Linked DNA regions of Sus scrofa: region 1 is linked to region 2. The links are chromatin contacts, called in public Hi-C maps. All regions are on one chromosome and are shown on one strand. The core of a region is the stretch at or near the end of the contact, and the rest is flanking DNA. Distances in the headings are between cores, read along the strand shown.

Region 1 (5,226 bases), core at 721-3,220, 170 kb before region 2:
GCTCCATGACCCTTATTTACAGTAATGTCTGTTTGTAAAGTACTTCATTGTTTGAAAATCCCTTGTCATTTGATAGGTCGTGATTTATTAAATAGATTTTGTTCCACTCTCACGAACCCTTGGCTGGGCCTACTATATGTTCGGACCCATCTTCTGCTTTACACCCAGGCTTTTGGACCTAAAGTGCCGACCCGGAAGCCTAGAAGGATTGCGGACAGCAGTGGGAGTGTGGGGGTGGCGGTCCGGGGCCAAGGGCTGATTCCGCCTGGCGATGCGACTTCCAAGAGAACTGAGCAGTGGCACTCTGGCTCAGAGCAGCCACTCACCAGCTCGAAGAGAGATGAATTTGTCAATCTTTGGCTTTTTGCCGTTGACCCCTAGAGAGTTAGAACCGACGGCTCTGGGAATTTGGCTGCCACCAAGGGCCAGCTCTCACAGAATCAGCGAGCCCACCAGAAGTTGGGGCGATGCAAACAGGATTTACCTTCCCTTCTCCCTGCACCCCTGCCAAATCCCGTCCCCATCACCAGCTTATTTAATTAACCTATTTCGAGGGAAAACCAGCTGAGTTCACTTCGAGTTATTTCTTTGAACTTCATCTGGGGCCAAGAACAGCGAGCAGAGGGCAGGAGATTTTTCTACATGTGAACATCCCCTGTTACTGAATGTGTGTTATCTTTATTTGCTTTATATGATTTAACTTTGACTCCTCAAATTATGAACTCTTTGGAGGGAAGAATCAATTTTGCACATTTTTGTAGGACCCGTAGCAGCTCACACAGTGCCTGGTCCTAGTAGGAATTTTTTTTTTTTTTTTTTTTTTTTTTTTTTTTTTTTTTTTGGCGTGCCCAAGGCACGTGGAGCTTCCCAGGCCAGGGACTGAATCTCCATCACAGTAGTAATCAGAGTCACAGCAGCGATAATGTCAGATCCTTAACCCACTGAGCTCCGTGTTAACTCCTCTAGTAGGTTGTTTGATTCTCAAACCAATGACTTTTACTGAACTCACTGCCACACTCTGAATGTCCCATAGCTGACGTCCAGGCTGGAGGATAGCTTGGTCCCCCTTTGGGGGTTGAATGAGTAGAGAGGACACGGTTGTTGCATCCTCATGGGCTGGGCCTCTGGGGACACTGAGCTCTAAGTGGAATCAGGCCTTGACCTGGCCAGGTGGCTCCTGCTCTCAGGTGGTGCTGAGTCTTAGGTGAGGGGAGAGGTCGGGTCAGGAGGAGCCCCTGGTCAGGTCAGGTCAGTCCCCAGCCTCCAGGCTCTGGGATGGCAGGGAGCCCTTACCAGGTGACTCAACCCAAATGGGCTGTTGAGACCCAGGTAGAGGGAGGGGGATGGGCCCCAGGCTTGGCATGGAGTGTGGGCCATCAGGGCACTCTGAATCCTGGGTGGTGTCAGTCACCCAGGCATGGAGGCTAGAGTTTGGGAGGGGCCCTGTGTTCCAAGTGAGGGGGGCATTCCAGGACCTGGGCAGGGGAGGCTCTGAACCCGGGTTGGGGTGTCAGTCCCAAGCCACGGTATGGAGACTACAGGCCAGCAGGGGATGCTGGGTCTCAAGTGGGGAGGGATCTGGGCAAGCTCTCAGCCAGATCCAGGTTGGGAGCTGCTTCCATGGCAGAGGATGCTGAATCTGGGGCGGGGTCCAACCCCAGGCCCTGGCAGAGAGGTTCTGTGCCGGCAGGGCACCCTGACTCCCAGGTGCGGCTTGGGAGGTCGGGCCAACGCTCCGGCGCGGAGACTCCGGGCCGGCAGGGGGCGCTGCATCCCGGGCGGGAGGCTCAGGCCGGCTCCGAGTCGGCAGGGGGCGCTGGGCCCACGGCGGCGCGGCGGCCGCCCGGTAGGTGGCGCTCTGGCCGCGGCCGAGGCCAGCGGGCGGCGGCGGCGGCGCGGCGCGGCGCTGCGGCCGGCTCGCGGGCCCGGGAAGCGGCGGCGGCGGCGGCGGCGGCCGGAGCGGAGGAGGCGGAGCGGCGGCGGCCCCGGGCGGGCTGGAGCGCCGCTGGCCGAGCGCAGAGGCCGCGGCCCGCGGAGCCCGCCATGCCGGCGCGGGTCTGAGGCGCGGCGAGCCAGGGCCGAGGCGAGCGGCGGCCGCGCCGGCCTGTGGCCCCGCAGCGGCCCGGCCCGGGCCCGATGAGCGGCGGCCTCGGCCTCCGGCGCAGCCCGGAAATGTCCGGCAAGATCGAGAAAGCAGGTGAGGCGCGGCGGCCGGCGCGGCGCGGCCCGTGCCTCGGGCGGGCGGGCGGGGCGGCCGGGCTCCCGGGACCCGCGGGCCCGGCGCTGCGCCGGGAGCAGAAGTGAAACCGCCGCCGGGCCTGCTGGGCGCGTCGCGGCTTCGCCTCCGCGGGCCTCGGCGGGCGGCGGGCCGGGCTGCTCGGCGCTCCCCGGGGCGCGCGACCGGCGGGGCCCGGGGGCCGGGGGCGCGGGGCGGACGCGGCCGGAGCGCAAGGCCCCGCGGCCGGGCCGGTCGGTGCGCGCCCCTCGGCCCGCGGCGTGAACTTTCAGACAACGGCTGGCACCGGGGACGAGGCGGGGGACCGCGGCCGCGTGTCCGAGTGGCTGCAGCGCCCGAGCCGAGCCCCGGCGGCGGGCGGGCGTCTTTGAGACGGTGAATAGAGCCGAGCCGTAAAAGGTGTCATTTCGAAGGAGCCCGGAGTTTAAATTTAACCAGAAGTATCCACTTCGGAGGCTTCAAAGGAAGCAGGCAGGATGTGTCTGGGCGTTTTCAGGGCGCGGGCGAGCTTTCCTCTGAGATCGAGCTGCGCCCTGGAAAGCAGGGCGTGTGGGGAGCCGGTTGGGTTTGGGGTCGACCAGAAAGCTTGGTGCAAACCTCCTCTCTTTGTGTGTTCCTAGAAGTCTCGGAGCCTTGCCTTCCGGTTACCTGGCTTTTGCCCTCCTGTTATGGGAGTAGATCCCCAAAGATGCCACCTGGGCCGCGCACCTGGGGCCCAGGGCTTAATTAGCCCGCGGCACTGTGCACCTTGCGGGGCACATCCTTGAGTCCAAGGCAGCGAACATCCCTGGTTGTCCTAGCCTGGTACCTTGTCCTCCTTGGCAGTTTGGGAAGGCAGGCTTTTAGGGGGGCTGGAGGGGGCAGGTTGCACTGATTGGGAAGTTGCTGGTTTCCCAGGTTGAGCCAGGACCCGTTTCTGAGAAGCGCCTCGAAGTGGACCCAGAAGGCGGTCTGACTCGCCGGCTGTGGGTTAAGCCCAGAAAGGACATTTTCGTGGCCTTTCTGGAGGGTTTTCTATATATCCGGCGCTGTGCTGAGCATCTTCGATGTTTCGCTTATTAAATCCTGGCAGGTGCTGAGAGGGGCGTGGAGAGTTCTCGCCGGCCGCCTGGCCAGAGGGCAGCCGGCTGGGCATGGATGCCCGGCTCTGGCCAGAAGCCTGGGTGGCTCCTTGGGTGCAGGGCCCTTGGCTTCGGGTGCTGTTTCCTGGGTGTTTTTCTCACTGTTTTTCAGCCCCAGGGCCACATCCAGTGACCGCGGGTTCCCTCCCTGCACACACCCTCTTCCAGAAACACCTCTGGTTAATCTGTGCTGCGTCTCTCAGGATGCATGGTGTCTCAGGACGGTATTGCCTGCAGACTCGGAGGGTTTATTTTAAAATAGCACTAGTAGGGTCTTCTTGGCAAAGGATGAGGATAGTTGGCAAAACTTGAAAATCACGGAAAAGTGAAGAGCCCAGTGCAAGCACCTGTCACCCCCACGAGGTGCTTGCCGCAGCTCAGCTGCTCAGGTGAGTGGTCACATGCATCCTCTCTCCCCTGAGAAAGGAGGCCTGCGGCCAGTTCTTTTCAGCATAGGTCGTCCAGGGCCTTCCCTGGGCCCCTCTGCCAGGGGCCGTAGTAGATGCAAAATCCAGGCAGTGCCTGCCTTCAGAGAAGCTTGTCTGAGGGCGGGAGAGCCAGACCCAGCATCATCCCTGGGCCAGCAGGCCGCGGGGACAGTGCAGTAGCAGGTGGCAGGGTTCCTGGGCGTAAGGGAGGGGGTGGCTCGCCCACAGAGGGAGGGGGGAAGGCTCTGGAGGAAAGAGCATTTGGCCAGGCTCTGAGGAGAGGAAGGGTCCCCCAGGGGAGGTGGGGGGAGAGGCTGAGCAGAGGTGTGGAAGGTTCTGGAGGAGGATGGGCTGAGAAAAAGAAAGCGCGGAGGTTGGCAAAGCCAGGGTGGGCCCTCGCGAGGAGCCGGCGAGAGGGCCATCCTTCTGGTAGGAGAGCTGTTGCTGTGGGACACTGCAGCGAAGGGCACGCCTTCCTGTTTCTGCCGGTCACCACAGGGGACCTCAACTGGGCGTTTTGACGCGATTTCCCGTTTGGTTTCTGTAGGAGCTTCTAGAGGGGCTCACTGCTAAGTCACCAGCAGAATGTTTTATTTAAAGGAAAGGTCGTTAGGGTAGTGACACCTCCTGTTAGCAGGCGAATAGACTCTGGTTAAGTCATAGAGCCTGACACCCAGCAGTCATCCTTGTGAGCTTTTGCTGTTTTCTGTGAACAGAAGTGTTGCTTCCCTGTGTTCGTATCTCTTCTCTCTGAAGACAGGACCAGGGCTTCCACTTCACAGGGCTTGAGGAAGCCATGGGTTTTAAGTATAAGCGAGAACGTTATGCATCCCTTCGAACCCGAGAATCGAGCCCAGTCTTCCCACCTGGTACCTCTTGTGAGCTGCAGCCTCTTCAGCCCCGGGGGAGATGGCTTTTCCACGCTTTGACTTACTTGGCAGTGCCTGCCTGGGGGAGGGTCGGGCAGACGGCCCTCCTCTGCGGCCTCCCACCTTGTGGGGACCAGGGAGGCAAGCCTCAGACGGGTTGTCTTCAGCAGTCTGCTCTGGGTCCGGCGGGGGATCAGGATAGGCCGGGTTGGGGAGAGTGGCCCAGGGTCAGCTTGCTGGCTGGGGGAGAGGGTTGATGGAGGGCCGGAAGGATGCTGGGGCGGGGCGGGGCGGGGGTGGGGGGGCTTTCCTAGAGTCCTTGGTGTCTTTGGCGATAACGCGGGGGACAGAGAGCAGAGTAGAGCCAAGAGGACGAGGGAGCTGCCAGTGTGAGCTCCTGGGCAGGCCTGGCAAGGAGGAGCGGCCCTTCACAGGAAGGACCTAAGAGGGACTTGTTCTGGAAGACCCACACGGCAGGTGACGTGTGCAGCACGCAGAGGTCACTTTGGGGGACCAGTGAAGCTGGCTCTGGTTGTGTACTTGGCCACGGTGGCTCCCGGTTTGCTCATGCC
Region 2 (5,089 bases), core at 882-3,381:
AGTTAATACAGTTGACTCTGTGAGGAACGGATGTCACATAGACACAGAAATGACTACACAGAACAGGCACCTTCTCTGGGCTGGGCCTCACACCAGGCCCTTTGTGTGCCTTCTGGCATGGAAGCCTCATGGCATTTCCTGGTCAAGAGTTTGGCTCAGCCCCTCCACAGCCCTGCTGCCTGGCACCCATTTAGTTTGGCCGAGCAGCCTGCAGAGACCCGACACTGACACTAGCCCCGTCACACACGCGCAGGCCCTAGAGAGCAGCCTGCGAGTCACAAGCCAACGTCCACCCTGGTGGTCAACGCTCTCCTGCCATCCGCGCCTTCCCCTCACACGTCCCTTAGATAAAGACCCTCCAAGCCGCTCCCCAAACCCTGCTCGCTCCTTTGGTTCAAACTGACCAACACAGCCTTAGGCCAAGAACCCCAAAGCACTCCACCCGTGACCCTGATAAAGGTGTGTGCCCCGGAGCCTGCCTCTGTGTCCCCACTCTGCCTCCACCTCCCTGCCACGCCCCTCCAGCCACGCCTTAGCCTTCCTTCAAGATCTGCAAGAATGACTTCTCTATTTCAATTTCTCTTTTGGCCTGGTTTTTTTGTTTGTTTGTTTGTTTTTAGGGCCACACTTGCGGCATATGGAGGGTCCCAGGCTAGGGTTCCAATCAGAGATACAGCTGCCGGCCTACACCACAGCCACAGCATCACCAGATCCAAGCTGTGTCTGCAACATACACCACAGCTCATGGCCACGCTGGATCCTTAACCCGCTGAGCGAGGCCAGGGATGGAACCCGCAATCTCATGGTTCCTAGTCAGATTCATTTCCACTGCACCACGACGGGAACTCCTCTTGGGGTCTGTTGTTGAACCTCTGCCACCATGGGGTGCCCCGGGTTCCATTTGTATGTGTTTATTTCACAGTCATTACATTCACCCCTAACATCTGAGATGTAAGGGACACCATGGCCACATCACTGCCAAGGTCACTCAGCAGAGGCAAGGTTGGAACCCAGCTCTCCCCAGAGCCTGGTGTCCAACCTCACCGTGCTGCCCGGAAGCGTGGGAATGGACCTCCCTGTTTTGAGCTAGAGTTCCTCTCAGTTAGGGGGTGGTTTTCCCACACTGGTCAGCTGCCCTTTCATCAGCTTCCCTCTGCCCAGGTCCCAGGGCTCAGGAGGCCCGCGTCTCCTTGTACCCTCTCTGATCAGCAGAACTGTCCTGTAACCCTTCCCGAGATGGGTTAATGCCTCTGCAGTCACATGGGCAGTGACTTCACCTGATGCCCCCATGTTGAAATAGTCTCTCCTGAATCAAATTGCAACATCATCAAATATTCATGGAGAGCTCACAAGACATTAGGAGCTAGACCTGCAAAGAGAGTCTTGATACCATTGGGGGGAATACACAATTTGAGTCAATGTGTATTTGCCTTCTCTGTGCCAGGCACTGAGAGTGCAGGTGGAACCCAGCTGTTTCTTGGCTCACGGCCTGCCTCCTGCCTGAATCTAAAAAGACGACTTCTGCCCACAAGGTTGAGGAAGCCAGGAACTTGCTGCCAGAGGCAGCAGGGAGCCACGGAAGGCTCTAGCGGGGGAGCGGGTAGGTGACAGCGTTAGAAAACACTACAAAGTGCTAGGTGGCCAGTGTGTAGGCTGGGCTGAAGTGAGGGCGAGCCAAGGCAGGGCTAAGGCTGTGCTCAGCCAGGAGAGGTCGGGCCCTGATGATGCAGGCAGGAGCTGAGCGGGAAGGGGAGGTGCAGAGGTGAAGCCGCGCTCAAGGTGACCGCACACGAAGCAGCAAAACCAGTTCTAGTTTCCGACCAGCTCAGGGGGCTCAGCGCTGGCGCTGGCCCAAGTCCCCACTCTAGCCTTTCAGTCCGGAGGGGATCATTTCCAACGGGTGGAGGGAACCTTCCCGGAGGCTGCCCCGCATCTAGAGATGCCTGCAGCTAGTTACGGTACTGAGTGACTTTTGTCCTTTGCAGCAAAAACACAAACCAAAAACACAAAGCAAAAAACCTGCCACGGAGCGGCCGCTCAGCATCCATTGGGAGCAGCGGCCGGGCCCGGCCCGCGCATGCGCAGCGCCTTCGGCTGCCTGGGACTACAAGTCCCGCCGTGCCCCGCGCGCGCCCGCGGCCGCTTGCCTCCCGGAAGTGGAGCTGGGGGGCAGCGTCTCAGATCTCTGCGCTGGGGCTGGCTGGCCGGCTGGTTCGGGGTGGCGGCGGGAGCGAGGAACCCGATGCGGGCGAGCGGCACCGGGGATGGCTGCGGCTGGAGGCGGGGACTGCGAGGGCGCGGCGCCCGAGGCGGACCGTCCTCACCAGCGGCCCTTCCTGATCGGGGTGAGCGGCGGCACCGCGAGCGGCAAGGTAAGGGGCTGGGCGGCGCGGCGGGGCCTGCGCGTCACCCCGACCCCCGGTCCCTAGGGATTCCGGGGCCCGATGCGGCCTTTGTCCAAAGAGAGACCCCAGCCCCAAGCTGCTGAGGCTGGGGGCGGAGGGTCCCCCGAGGACTAGGCTTGGACCCGGCGCAGGCAAGAGGAGGGGGGAGCCGAGCCCTGGACCCTGGGGGCCACCCCAGACTCCCCGCTGGCCTGGCCTCTCGTGGCTTCTAGGCCTGCGCGGCTCCAGCCAGTGCCCCGAGGCCCTCCCGCCAAGTGCAGCCCCGCCTGCCACTGGCCGGTCTGGCAGCCCCTCAGGGAGTTGCTGGGTCAGGGTGGGCGTTTCCAGGCGGGGATCCTGTTTCTCTGTTCCCAGTCAACTGTCTGTGAGAAGATCATGGAGCTGCTGGGACAGAATGAAGTAGACCACAGGCAGCGGAAGCTGGTCATCCTGAGCCAAGACAGGTTCTATAAGGTCCTGACCCCGGAGCAGAAGGCCAAGGCCTTGAAGGGACAGTACAATTTTGACCATCCAGGTAGAGAGAGACTCCAGGGGTGAGGAGGGAGTGGGGGAGGAGGCAGACCGCAGAGACTGGGTCCGGGTTGGACAGGGATAAGAAGAGACCTGAGTGGTTCCGTGAAATCACCGCGGTGGCGGGCTGCGTGCCTGAGCCAGGAGGTCACTCCCAAGCTCTCTGGGCCCTGGGTGGCTCCCTGGGTTGGACTCGCAGGAAGTCCACACCCCAGGAGGTCTTCAGGACCACTGCTCTGCCCCTAACTTCTGTGGTCATGGAGCTGTCCCCCTGCTTCCTGTGCTAAGGGCCCTCTGCACAGGCCACATCCACTGTGGCCTTTCGTTTCCCCACCCTCCCTGGGGGGCAGAGTCCTCCAGAGGCCAGCAGTGGGGGGCAGCGTGTAAACGCGGACCAGAGGCCTTTGAGGCTCCGTTTCCTGGTCTGGTCAGGGGCCAGCGGAACAGGTCAAGATGGGATGGATAAGGGGAAGAGCCGGGCTGCTCCTGCCTGCTGCTACTAGAAGATTCCGCCCTGTGGCTGGCTCCCATCTTTACTTCATTCCACGGGAAGGAGGCCTGAGAAGCGTCAGTTTAGTTATTTTCCAGAAGGGGAGAGAAAAGCCGCCCAGCACCCCGACCTCCCCGGCTGGGTGATCAGAGACCTGTGTCTGCCCTTTAGGGTCTTTGGAATCACCAGCACCCAGCTGTGCTGACCCCGGGGCAGAGCCAGTGCCGACCTGCCCCCAGGCAGGGACAGTGGCATTGCCTGGCCTTTTCCTCCATCCCTGCAGATGCTTTTGATAACGAGCTGATGCACAGGACGCTGACACGCATCGTGGAGGGCAGAACTGTCGAGGTCCCAACCTATGATTTTGTGACCCACTCCAGGTGAGCTGGCGCCCGCGGCCCCCTCCCGCCCGCCGGGATGTGCCCCCGGCCCGGAGTCAGTGCCTTCCTGGGCTTGCCCGCAGGCTAGCGGAGACCACGGTGGTCTACCCCGCGGACGTGGTCCTGTTCGAGGGGATCCTGGTCTTCTACTCCCAGGAGATCCGGGACATGTTCCACCTGCGTCTCTTCGTGGACACCGACTCTGACGTCAGGCTGTCGCGAAGAGGTGAGGCGGCCGCGAGCCTCTCTGCCCCGGCCGGGGCGGCTGCGGGTGTGGGGTCTCGGGGTCACCGCCTGCTCCTGTCGCCGCAGTGCTCCGGGACGTGCAGCGCGGGCGCGACCTGGAGCAGATCCTGACGCAGTACACCACCTTCGTCAAGCCGGCCTTTGAGGAGTTCTGCCTGCCGGTACCGCCTCGCGTGCTCGCGGGCCTCCTTGTGCCCCCCTTTCCAGAGGGCCCGCGCCGCCCGGTCCTCGGAGAGCGGGGCTGGGGGGGGGCGCGTGGCCTGCCGATGAAGGGAGAGTTGAGCTGACTGTGCCCACGCGGCACTTCTCAGGCGTGAATCGCCCTCTGTTCTCCCCCCACCCACTGCCTGCCTCCTCCCCGCTCCAGGCCTTCGCCCCGACACCTGCACGGCCTGCGTCTCTCCAGGGCACTGCCTGTCAGCTGACTGGCCATTTCCTTACGCCCCCCCTTAGAAGAGGGGGCTTCACGGGGGCAGGGCTTTTGTCTCCTCACTGCCAGCCTGGTGTCTGGCATATAGCAGGTGCTTCATTAACTTCATCCAGCCACGTGCTCCTCTGGGCTGCCTTGGGCCGGCGTGGGCGCTGGAAGGTCCAGTTGGCTTGTGGCGAGGAGGCCATCCGTCTTTTTCTCCGTCTTGCCTTTTTGACTAGATGGGACTCATAGAGGGATTTAAAGGGAAATATAACAATATCGTGCTTTTTTTTTTAATGGCTGTACCCACAGCACATTGGAAGTTCCTGGGCCAGGGGTTGAATCAAACCCACAGCTACGGCAGTGCCGGATTCTTGAACGCACTGTGCAGGGCTGGGAGTCGAACCCACACCTCCGCAGCAACCTGAGCTGCTGCAGTTGGATTCTCAACCCACTGCGTCACAGTGGGAACACCAGTGTTTTGCTTTTTAAAGGGAAGAATACAGCACAAAGGAATTAGAATCAGGATTCCTGCTTTAGATGAGTAGGACCCATGAGTTCCAGCTCTGCTATTTTTAATGTTACATTTATGTTCTTTGAAGTTTCTGGAAAATGATTAGAAAAGTAAATTGTTGCAGTTTCTTGC

What was found. A called contact is a pair of places that touch in the nucleus more often than the background predicts.
Region 1: a contact with region 2 is called in a Hi-C map of embryonic fibroblasts, with 2.0 times the contacts expected there. The contact joins the promoter of RAPGEF1 here to the promoter of UCK1 in region 2. A contact is called at or near these places in 1 of 5 promoter capture datasets (liver), 3 of 47 Hi-C or Micro-C datasets (embryonic fibroblasts, heart right ventricle and skeletal muscle) and 2 of 2 datasets of contacts at active chromatin or transcription factors (alveolar macrophages and skeletal muscle).

Annotation. Positions count from the first base shown.
Region 1 is chr1:271,621,353-271,626,578 of Sscrofa11.1, reverse strand. RAPGEF1 (rap guanine nucleotide exchange factor 1) reads left to right here and starts at 1,970. Exons shown (of 26, transcript XM_005654593.3): 1 at 1,970-2,197. The coding sequence starts at 2,137.
Region 2 is chr1:271,450,853-271,455,941 of Sscrofa11.1, reverse strand. It overlaps UCK1 (uridine-cytidine kinase 1), which reads left to right and starts at 2,131. Exons shown (of 7, transcript XM_003122250.4): 1 at 2,131-2,372; 2 at 2,760-2,919; 3 at 3,689-3,785; 4 at 3,869-4,011; 5 at 4,098-4,192. The coding sequence starts at 2,265.